Regions from separate parts of the Mus musculus genome. Here region 1 is linked to region 2. The links are chromatin contacts, called in public Hi-C maps. All regions are on one chromosome and are shown on one strand. Each heading gives the region's core, a stretch centred on a gene start, on an enhancer-like site or on the middle of the called end of the contact. The rest is flanking DNA. Distances are from core to core; before and after follow the strand shown.

Region 1 (5,805 bases), core at 2,328-4,827, 2.4 Mb before region 2:
CAATAGCTATTTCAAATTCCTTTCACCTTGTATTTCCCACAGTTATGGGTTGTAGCCTATAATTATAAGGCAAAATAAACCCCTTTTGCTTACTTGCTTTTCTCCAGTGTATTTTATTGTAGTGGCACAAATGAATCTCTGGCAGACATGATGATTTTATATCTTCATTGTTTCTGTGAGTGATGGAGACTGTAAGAACTTTACATGTTTTTATAAGGATTAAATGAGATAATATGAGAAAGAAGAATGCCTTTTAAGGAATACCTGTCTCATATTCAGACCTCTCATTACATGTGAGGTCTGGGAGTTTGAGCCTAACCAAAATTTAAATAATAAAAAATCATATGGTACCTCTAACAGATTCTTTAAAGTTTATAGACTCTGAAAATTTGCATGATTTCGTGGTTTGTCTGTGAATGTAAGTATCATGTGACAATCTTTGCACTTCAAGACATTCAGGTTTTAAAGCATTTTCTTGCATCTCAGAATGCAATCCTTCAAAACTGTTCGATCATCCCATTTTCTAATGGACCAGGCTAAAAATAAATATAGGCTAGTTTTCTAACATTTTAATTAGGTATCAAATGCATTGCATATAGTTTCCAATGCAATTCACTTAGTCATATAATTAGTATGACGAGAGTGCTTGAAAAAAAAATGATGTGATTTACAGATCTATGTCCTAGAGACATAGCCATGAAACTCATGTCTTCACAGGACATGCCCCCTGATTTGATGAGGGTGATCCTCCACCCACTTACTCCTACTCTCTCCTCACTGCCCTAGTATTTCCCTATGCTGGGGCATTGAGCCTTCACAGGATCAAGGGCCTCCCCTCCCACTAATGCCAGATAAGGTAATCTTCTGCTACATTTGCAGATGGAGCTGTGAATACTCTTTGTATGTTGGTGGTTTAGTCCTTTGAAACTCTGAGGTGATCTGATTGGTTGATATTGTTTTTCTTCCTGTGGGGTTACAAACCCCACCAGCTCTTCTAGTCCTTGTCCTAACTCCTCCATTGGAGTCCTCATATTGACTCAGACCCAGATGCACTTATTTTTCCATGCAAAAAATAAAAAATCTCTAAAGCATTAGAATCCTCCTTCTCTCTCCATGGCAGTTATCTTCTCATGAACTACATTCACCTCCATGGTGATTATCATTGCTAGGTATAGACAGAGATAAGTAATAGCATTTGTGGAAATGAAAAGGTAGTTAAGATGGAGATTTGTCTTATTCATATCTCTGGGTGAGCTGTCCTAGATCCTCAGAAACGTTTATGTTTTTATAAGCAATATGAAATCAAACATCAACTGCCACTCCAATCATTTTACATTTATGTAAGACTGATAAAAGGTTTTTATCTTGAGTTATACTGCTCAGAAATTATCATTCAACATATTCATTGTTATGTCTTCTACATGATAAAGTGAGCCTCTGTTTACCATGACATTGTTTATCTAAAATGGTAAAAATGTTAATAATTTTGAACTAGTGTTCAGATAATATGCATACTTCACTGATAAGAACAGAACATGTTTGTGCAAACAGAAGAGGAAAACACTAAAGGATTTTGCAGATTTGGTTATTTGGAGGCAGGGAAATGAAAATGCAAGGTGAATGTTAAGGGCAGAGTTAAACAGAATTCAGGTTCAAGCTGCCTACTACTTATGGTGGCACCCACAGTTCGTCAAAAATTATAGGCACACAACAGGAAGAAGGTGTGGAGAAAGCTGAAAAGATCACTCACATGGCTTGTGAAAAACCAAGGAAGAAAAATGAATATAGCTGCCTTTGTATTTCCAGGCTTCTAGACCTTTAAGATCTCCTGAGATGCTTATTTCTCTATTCTCTATTCTCTCTCTGTCCCTCTCTCTGTCTCTCTCACTGTCTCTCTTTCTCTCTGTGTCTCTGTCTCTGCCTGTCTCTCTGTCTCTCTCTGTCTCTGTCTGTCTCTCTGTCTCTGTCTGTCTCTCTGTCTCTGTCTCTGTCTGTCTCTCTGTCTCTGTCTGTCTCTCTGTCTCTCTCTGTCTCTCTGTCTCTGTCTCTGTCTGTCTCTCTGTCTCTCTCTGTCTCTCTGTCTCTCTCTGTCTCTCTGTCTCTGTCTCTGTGTCTCTGTCTCTCTGTCTGTCTGTCTGTCTGTCTGTCTCTCTCTCTCTCTGTGTGTGTGTGTGTGTGTGTGTGAAGATACACACAGTCCCTAGTGTGGATGAGGAGCTTATAGGAGTATTCTAAATGTTGGTTTATGCCTCCTAGTATGTTTGGGACATAAGCATATTTTTCATACTGCATATGGCAGGCTAGCTGGCACACTGATTTTAGGCTTCCATCTCTGCCTTTCATCTCACTTAGGAGCAGAGGGATTATAATTGTACTACCACATCTGGTGTTTTAACATGGTTTGAACATGGTCTGAACCCAGAGGCTTAAGCTTGCATGGCAAGCACATTACCTATGAAGATGTTAACCACTTGGCTTTAAAATTGCAACTCTTAGAAAAACGGAATACCAGTATGTTTTTAGAATTTTTATAAGCATTTTGTGTGACACAAACATGGACAGATGTTCACACACACACACACACACACACACACACACACACACACACATACACACCAAGCATACACATACAGAAACACACATGTGCAAACATGCATAGAAATAGACTTGCATTGATGTATGCACAAAACTCTGAGTGGATGGATTTCTTAGTAGGTATAATTTTATTGCAAGAAGTATGATTATTTTATTTCTAAACAGAGTTGTCAGGGAACCAAGTTCCAATACCAGGGATGAGAAATGTTTATGTGCTGAATAAAACAATCTATATAAAGAACTCTTGAGTCACGCAGAATTCCTGTTGGTGGAAAGAACTAGGGATCGCTATTCATTTAAGATCACATTGAACCCCAGAACCTTGACTGTCTAGATTGAGCTCATTTATGTGGTCTCTTCCTGAATTTAATATTGTACCTGGAAGTCAAAGGATATTTTTCTCTTACTGTAGTTGGGAGGCTGGACATAGGGAGGGGCTTTTCACCTATGACAGACTGACAGATGCAGCATTTATCATTTGATTCTTAATGTGTACTTTTACTTGACTGAATCTCTGTAGTGTTATGGAAAATTAAATTATGCTGAATGCAAGGTCACCAAACATGGGGGCGGGACTTTAAAGAGCCTTTCCCCATTGCTTTGACTAAATCAGAAACTGAAGGTCACCTTTAATACTGAGCTCCTATTTTGTTGATATGAAGATTATGTGGAGTCAGCTGTGCTCCAGAGCAAACATGCTTTGGGAATTGGTTAAGGAAATACATAGCATTTGTTTATATATTCCTTATCAGTGCCAAGAAGTCAAGGGAGTTTGGGCGTTGAAGGTGGCAAACTGCATATGCATCAGGCCTCCTGAGTTTGTTATTTCCTTTCCTCATCTCAGGGATAAATTCCATCTTGTGCTTATAATACATTCTGTATTCGAGATGGTGCTTCATTCCTTTCCCAGGCTGCAGTCCTTGAGCTGTAACAGTGAAGCCAAAAAAACCAATATGGAATCACAGATGGTGCAAATATTTGGAAATAGGTAAATACAATCTAGGATTAGCTGCCTGGGCTTGGAAATGTCACTTTCGAGTTGCTTATGGGTCACATAGGCCAGTCTTTAGTTAAAGAAAACCAGGATAAATGCATCATGATAGAAAATTGCTGATTTGGAGTTGTAAAACTAACAAGCCCATAATTGTTATATAAACTTCAAAATGAGCCACTCTGAAAGCAGGAACAGGTATTTTAGAGAGGTCAAAACACCCAGAGAGGTTATAGAAGAGATACGAAATTAAATAGAAACCATAACAGTGCACTGCCATCTGCTGACTTTCCTGAAGCCAATTTTTAAAGAGAAATAGCCATTCGTGTGGGTGTGTTTAAGGCAGGGAATACTAAATGACCTGGGCCTTGGAGGAAACAAGGGGCCAATATGAAATCTACAGATACTCATTACTATTAATTGAAATTATGAGTTCCTATTTCTGTCTCCAAGATTTTGAAGAAGGAAATGTGATTTGTGTAATTTCCCCCTTTACATAATATATACCTTTTTAAAAATATTTTTTTACTCACTTGTATATGCATTTGTCTGTGTATGCATACATACTTGTGGGTGCAAGTGCTCAGTGGGGCCAAACGAGTGTATCAGATCCCTTTTAGTTAGGTTACACGTGGTTATAAGGGTGCTGGAAACACACTGCATCATCTTTAAAAGCCTCATGAAACTAATCATGCAATTGTCACCCAGTTGACAATTGTGATGACACACAGACAATAAAACCTACCTAATCACAGCACTGATGGATTTGATGTGCTGAAAACCAGAATCAGTCTTTCCTAGGAGAGAAGTTGGTAGAAGAGTAACCTTCTATTATCAGACTTATAGAAGTTGTTTCTGTTTGTCTGTGATGATTTCAATAAAGAAAAATGTCAGAGAGAGCTAAAGTGGGTGGATTCCTGCAGAGTTACAATGTTTGTATTAATAGTATTTATTTTCAGGATATTGCATATTATATGATCAAATTTTATGTATGGATTCTACTTGCAAGGGACAATATCAGCTTTGTAGTGATTGGTGGAAGCTTGGGGTGATGGACCATCTTGTTTGTCAAGTAGCAGAAATAAGGAAAACTCAGCTTGAGTTTGGATGTGAAGAAAGAAGTTATTTACCTATGTCAGGTCATGGTTTAGTTGGTAAAGTCTTTGCCTCACAAACATGAGGACCCGAGTTCAATTTCTAATACAACCCATATATTAGAAAAAGTAACATTCAGTAACATTCACTTTTAATCCCAACATCAGGGAGAGAAGGACAAGTGGATCCCCGTGGCCCTCAGGCTGATGCCCCAAGCCTACTTGGCATGTTCCAGGCCACTGAGATACCATGTCTCCAAAAATTAAGGGTTAGGGATGACAGTCACAGTTGACATGAGACCTCCAATCTTATATATATATATATATATATCCTTGTAACGTTTCACCTGCTAAACACACTTGGACAACCAGATCCTTCTATGGCAAAGCTTTATTGCTTACTTCTCAGGAAGACCCCGAACCCGGAAAATGGAGCTGCTTAAACACCCCTCTGTGTGACATGTCAGCTCCTGATTAGCTGCTCACTCATCACCCCACTCCTATACCCCAGGATGGGCAGTGACTTGACACGAATTTACTCCAGCACCTGCGCACATTGCTTGTTTACTAGTTAGGCACTGTGGAAGCCAGCGCCATCTTGTAATGGCGATTGTGCATGGCTTCCCACATCTATCTACCTATCTATCTATCTATCTGTCTGTCTGTCTGTCTGTCTGTCTGTCTGTCTGTCTGTGTGTGCATCATAAACACATACATACATCCACACAAAGTTTGTTATAAAAAAGGAAACAAAAACAAACAACAACTACCTAAAATGCCTCTCGCTTGAGGAGAAGAGACAGGGGCAGAATAGATTACACAGTTCAGAGTACTGGTTCTAAAGTAGTCAGTACAAATCAGAGCATAGGAGATAGGGAGGTTTTGGAGGGGAAACCAGGAAAGGGGATAACATTTGAAATGTAAATAAAGAAAATATCTAATAAAAAATAAAAAAATTAAAAAAAAAAGAAACCAAAAGTTAGTGCCTGCTTTTCAGGTCTGATGAAATTATTGCTGATGCTGTTGTTGAAACATTATTATTATTATTATTATTATTATTATTATTATCATCATCATCTTCTTCATCGTCATCATCATCATTTTATTGCCTTCTGCAAGAATATG
Region 2 (6,410 bases), core at 3,344-5,843:
CCTTCTTTTTATTTCTCCACTAGTAATATTTCCTCACATTCTTTGATTTCTGATGTTTTGAAAAAAATAAATGTATCTATGTAGCAAATGTGCAGCTCAGTCTTCATGAAGGTCTCCCTACAACTAGAGCAGGGATCGTCCTTATAGTTGCCTGACTGTGGGATCCATTCTCTAACAGGGCTGCCTTGTCTGGCCTCTGTGGGAGAAGATATATATATAACCCTGCAGAGACTTGATGCTCCAGGGTGGGGGAATAACCTCCACCCTCTCAGAAGAAAAGAGGAGGTGAAGACTAAGAGGAGGCATCGATTGAGAGATAGATAGATAGATAGATAGATAGATAGATAGATAGATAGATAGATAGATAGATAGATCTTAGAAGTACTCTGAACCATTTTTAGAAAGATAGAAACACAATTTTACTGATTTGCTTTGACAAGTTAATAGGAAAGACAAAGCTACCTAATTTTGAGAAGCAATTTGAAGATGATCCTCCTTCCCAAAACCTCAGTGAGCAATTCAAATAAGATCTAATGCTTTTTCCAAAGCAAAATGACAAAAATTGCCAGCTACATGGTTCAACAACCCATGGATGACACTGCAGAAGGGCAGCTAAGGAATGAGAAGGGAAAGCAACTGGCTGCTATGCAGGAAAGGAAAGGATGGGAACCAAAGATGACAACTGGACACTTAATACTTTTATCAAAAAATCAGCCTGAGCACTGATGAGAAAAGCATGAAAGGAAGCAATGGAAGATGTAGCTCAGGGGCTAGAGTGCTGGTACGGTATGCAAAGAGCCCTGGGTCCAATCCCTAACATGGAAATAAAAGGAGGGAAGGAAGTACAGAGTGGAGGTAAGAAAACAGAAAAAGGAGGAGGAGGAGGACTAGGAGGAGGACAAGAAGCAGGAGGAGACTGAGGAGCAAGAAAAGGATCAGGAAGAAGATGAGGAGCAGGAAAAGGTAGAGAAAAGAGAGGGAAGAAAAGGAGGAGGAGGAGCAGGAGAAGGAGGAGGAGGAAGGGGTGTTGGAAAGAAGGGAAGAAAGGGGGGAGGAGGAGAGGGAGGAGAGAAGGGAGGGGAAAGAAGAAGGGGGAGGAGAACAGAAAATAAAGACTCTGAAATTCTGACTACACAATAGTCAGTACTACCAAGTCAGATCCAGACAAGCCCAACTGCATGTAACACTCATAACAACACTCCACAACCTGAAAACCACTTTGCTTAGCCAGTCCATTTGATCGTCACCTATTACAGGTAGTAAAGTTTCAATACCCAAAACAACAACAGAAGAAGAAGCCGTTAGGGTGGGAAATAAACAGGAAAGTCGGTACTGTATCGTTGCTATAAGTAAGTATAGTTCGTCAACCTTTTAAGAGGCTAACATTTTACACTGTCCAGGCTGAACATTGGAAGTGGGGACAAAATGCTGATGGATACAGTTCAGTCCTTGTAGTCTGTGTTTCTGAAGCAGTGCTGCTGGAATTAAAGTATCTCATATTAAACTCTCACAAACAGCATCAAAATGAAAACCCAGGTCCTGAGAACACAGGCAGCACTTTCCATCCTGACCTCAATCCAAATCAAAATATCTCCCTCTTCTCACGAGATCACACGTGGCCTTTCAAAGAAAAGCCGAGACGGGATCCTTTAACTGGGTCAGCTGACCTCTGAAAGCAAATGGGGTCACTTCCTCTCACCTCTCCTCCCCCTCGGCTGTTATAACCTGATTCTTATCTCTGAGGAGCATCTGTTTGCCTTGTATGAACACTGTGAAGATCATGCGTGCATGGTTCCTGCCTAAAGCCTTTCTGCAGATAAGCTTTACCTTAATGTGTGCATGCTCCCATAAATGCAGGCCCATGTGCCACAGTGAGCATATAGAGGTCAAAGGGCAAGGTCCGGTGTTGGTCCCATCTGCTTGCTATTTACCACCACTGTGCATACCAGGCCTACGAGCTTCTGAGGAGTCTCCTCTCCCCAGGATCCCTGGGAATACTTAGTAGAGGTACACACTACTCCACGTGGCTGTATGTGGGTTCCGAGAATCTGAAGGGTCCTCATGATTCTGATGCAAGCACTTTACCCACGGAGCCATCTCTCCAGTCCTCTGAATAAGATTGTTCAGTTCTTTGAGCCGATTTCTATCATCAGAGATGTAGGTCACACATCATGAATGACCCTCCTTTTAGTGATTATTGGTCATTGTGTAAGTAAAGAGGGGGACCACTGTCTGGGGGACTCAATGATTTCGAGATTATTAATGAGACATTGTGTCTTTGCACATTTCTGACTAATGATTATACCCTACGAACACCGAACATTACTCTGAGGTTTGTGATGTCAGACACTTTCTGTGCTTCACACAATGAGGAAAGATTAATTAGATTAGAAAAATGTGGCAGCCTTCGTGTGTGTGTGTGTGTGTGTGTGTGTGTGTGTGTGTGTGTGTTTGTGTGTGTGTGTGTGTGCATACAACATTGGGTCCACTAACGTAAGGGGGGAAGCATTTTCTCCTAGAGAGTTCCTGAGTCTGCTCTGTTTCTGTACTATATTCCCTTCTGTCAGGGCCAAGTAACAGGGGGAGCCTCCTTTCCTACCTTACCATCACCTCATCCAGCAATTCTTCAAATGCAATTCACTAGGCCTAGCCTACCATTCCCTAACAAAACCAGACTCTCTTTACTGTTAGGAAATACCCAACAAAAGCAGCATAAAGAAAGGTTTATTTGGGATCACCATTTGGGGTACAGTTTGTCATGAGGACGGATGGCAGGGCAGGAGGGGCAGGAGGTATCTGGTCACACTGCATAATCAGGAAGCAGATGTAGCTAAATATTAGTGCTCAGCTCACTTTCTCCTTATTATTCAGATCATGGACTGGAACTGCTCAGAATTCCAGTGAGTCTTCCCACTTCTAGTAGCCTAATCAAGAGTCCCTTACAAGCATGCCCAGAGGCTAACCTAATGGACAATATCCCTCACAGGAGTACCTGGAAGTTCATCTCTTTGATGATTCTAGATCCTGTCAAGTTGTCAATCACCCTAATATGTATAGGTGAGTGTGTTTGTATGTATCTGACACAGGATATCCTCAAGAGCCATTCCACAGGAAGCATCCACCTTCTTTTTGAGACAGGGTCTCTCATTGGCTTAGAACTTGCCAACTAGCCTAGGATAGTTCTCAGTGAGCCCCTAGGATCTGCTTGGTCTGTCCCCAGAGCTAAAATTACAAGCATGTGCCACCATTCCCAGCTCATTTGCATGAATGTGCTGAGGGTTGAACTCAGGTCTTTGTGCTTGCAAGGCAACGCTCTATGAACTAAACTACCTCCCCAGCCTAGTATGTTACTTTTAATTCCAAAATGTCTCTAAATATAGGCAGTTTATCCTATCTGCTCTTCTAGGTGGAAAAGACCTATGCTGGAGAGATGGCCCCATGGGTACAAGCACTTGCTGTGCAAGCCTGCGGACCTGTTTTGATTCCCTAGAACCATCGCAAAAGCCAAGACACAGTAGTGGAAGCACCTGTAATCTCAGTACTCCTACAGGGAGATGGAAGACAAAGATGGGAGAATCTCAGAAGCTAATGGTATATAGCTGTCAAGTTGTCAATCACCCTAATATGTATAGGTGAGTGTGTTTGTATGTATCTGACACAGGATATCCTCAAGAGCCATTCCACAGGAAGCATCCACCTTCTTTTTGAATACAGCAAAAAGTACAAGAGAGACTCAGTCTCAAACAAGGGAGAAGGCAAGGACTGACACCCGAGGTTGTCCTCTGACCTCCACACACACCATGGCCCATGTGCACTATGTTCACAAACAAAATTTGGTACACAGAAAGAGAAAGGGGGAAAAAAAGCACGCTCCCCACATTAACCGGCATGCCTGGCATCAGAAGACAGGGTTCTGGGTCTTACCTTGGAAGCCAGGTACTAGCTACACTGCCCTCTCTAGTTCCACCTTTGCCTCTTTCGTGTTTCCTCTTGAGCCATTCTATCCTGAAGTCACCTTGGATTCCAAGAACAACAGAAATGACCTATAAGGACCTTAGTGACAAGGGACTAAAGCTGCCTCCAAACTATAAAGAGCCTTACAGTCAAGACCATTCACAAAATGAATGCAATAATCAATCTATCAAGGTAAGGTCGCACCCTGGACTAGAAAGTAAGGTCTCGTGGGAACCAGATTGCTCCCCTCAAGTGATCATGGTAATCCCAGTTTCTTCAATCCCCCTGGAAGAGCCAGACCTGAGCTAATGACCAAGCAGATGCTACCTTGAGAAGGCTGTTTAACCCACCGCAGCATTGTCTCTACTTAAACCCAGTGCTCCTGTAAGGGAAGCATGGGGTCACTAGTCCTCCCCCCAGGAGACACTAAACAAATCTTTTCTTATTTTCACATCGCTTGTCTCTAACTGGTGAATTGAAACTCATCGGCCTGCCTCCTTCTTTTGGACTTCCAGAGCTGAGACCTTTGCCCTGCAGCTTCACTTACAGCACTCCGATTGCAGCACTCACTTCCAAGTCTAGGCCTCCGTTACCAGCAGCTCCCATTGCTTTGCTGGCTCTTGAGCTCCCACTCTTGGAAGCCAGCTGTCATACCAGGGGAAAACCCTAAGAAGCCTGAGGAGGCTCCCAGGAGGAGGGCTCCGGGGACTGCCAGGCATGTGGGTCTATCTTCCTACAAGCCATTCCTCCATCTGTTAATACGGTCCACCTGGCTGATAAATGGGTCAAGAAGAGACATGCTATCCAAGCTAAACAGACACCAGCTCCCTGGACAAATAATCACTGCTATTTTAAGCCATTAAACTGGCTGTGTTTTGTTAGGCAAAAGTTGGCTCCTGTCATGTTATGGGAAGGGATTTGCTCTTCTAAAAGATGAAATTAAAGTTCAATGTTTCAAAAACAGTAACCTCCTAACTTCTTTTAGGAGAACATAATGAAACTGTTTTCCTTCTTACCCCAGGATAACTCCATGAAGCCTTCCCAGTCTCTTGTCCTCTGGCCTCCAACTTGTGCTGTTCTGTGCCTCCCCTTCCCCACTTCCTTCCCTTCCCCCACACAAATACATAGAAGACATTTTTTCAGAAAAAGATTACAACTCATGCAGATGTTTTTCCTTGTAATTATTCCCTGACTAACAGTTTAACAAAAATCTGCATGACACTTACATCATACTTGGTATTATAAGTAATGTAGAGATTATTTGTTATCTCTAGAGTTATGCATATGGGAGTGTACAGGTTACATGCATACTCTACACCATTTATAAAGGGGATTTAAACATCCAAAGATTTTGGTGCCCATGAGGTTCCTGGAGTCATATTCACAGAAGATACTAGAAATGCTGTGCTTCTTTGAAGACCTTATTTCCAAATATAATCGCTATGTAGGATGGTTATTCTTCATTGTGAATTTGACCACATCTGGAATTAGCTAAGAACCACATGGCTGGACAGAGCTGTGAGGGATTTTTTTTCTTAATTAAATCATTTGAAGTGGGAAGGCACAGTTATAATCCGATGTAGGAAGATCCACCTTTAATCCAGGTTTTTGAAGTAGAAAGATCAACTTTTAATCTGGACCATACATTGTGCTAGCATTCTATGTGGAAGAAGGAAGCTTGCTCTCTCGCTCTTTGATTGTTTGCTCCCCCTTGCAAGTCCATTCCTTACTGGTATTAGAGCCTAGTTCTTCAGGACTCTAGTGTATACTGAAGAGCAACAAAGACATCCAGCCTCTCAGACTGAAGAACATCTGGATTCTTGAACCTTCTGTTAATAGATAGCCATTGTTGGACTAACCAAACCACAACCTGTAATCTATTCTAATAAATTCTCTTTATAGAGAAAGGGAGATTCAGCCTATAAATTCTGTTCCTTTAGAGAACCCTGACTAATACACTAGGACCAGGGAATCAGCACATAAATTTTGAGGTTTATTCTGCTGTCTTTACAGATGTTTATAACAAAGATGATCATTTAATTGATCATATGTCAAGGACCTGATACCTCATTTTTTTCACTTTCTTCTTACAACAACAACAATAATAATAATCTGAATAGTCCCCACTCTTTTAGACTGACAAAGCTAAGCCTAAGAGGGTTGAACAGTATTGTGTGACAATTTTTTCCAAGATAAAACATTCCCTCTTGTAGGAAAGTTCATTAAGAAGTGTGGTGTTCTAATGGGAGTTTAAACATTCCATCCTACAGGGAAGCTCCTTAAGCTAAGGAAGTAAATAACTCACCAGTTTCAGGAAGTCCCTGAAACTGAGAAGATTCACTAGGTACCTCCATTTCTAAGTATATATCAGCATTAAGGACTGCTTAGATACACTCTCAGACTAGCTTAGCTACCTAGAAGAGACAGAGACCATCTGAGTTGCCTGGAAGACACTC

The links. Hi-C and Micro-C count contacts between places; a contact is called where the count stands out from the background.
Region 1: a contact with region 2 is called in a Hi-C map of cerebellar granule neurons, with 5 times the contacts expected there. The contact joins two enhancer-like sites. A contact is called at or near these places in 10 of 39 promoter capture datasets (the 3T3-L1 cell line, 3T3-L1-derived adipocytes, the HPC-7 cell line and 5 more), 39 of 484 Hi-C or Micro-C datasets (the AtT-20 cell line, DN3 thymocytes, the HPC-7 cell line and 25 more) and 7 of 115 datasets of contacts at active chromatin or transcription factors (SST interneurons, VIP interneurons, astrocytes and 4 more).

What each region holds. Positions count from the first base shown.
Region 1 is chr1:124,033,578-124,039,382 of GRCm38.p6, reverse strand. The region is part of intron 1 of Dpp10 (dipeptidylpeptidase 10); the gene reads left to right. Among named protein-coding and RNA genes, the nearest start is that of Dpp10, 9.1 kb to the left of the region's middle. Within about 2 kb of position 3,577, at least 4 of the 459 cell types and tissues checked have an H3K27ac peak or open chromatin away from gene starts, as enhancers often do. A contact at or near this core is called in cerebellar granule neurons, where this site is marked.
Region 2 is chr1:121,603,509-121,609,918 of GRCm38.p6, reverse strand. No RefSeq gene overlaps it. Among named protein-coding and RNA genes, the nearest start is that of Ddx18, 39 kb to the right of the region's middle. Within about 2 kb of position 4,593, at least 17 of the 459 cell types and tissues checked have an H3K27ac peak or open chromatin away from gene starts, as enhancers often do. A contact at or near this core is called in cerebellar granule neurons, where this site is marked.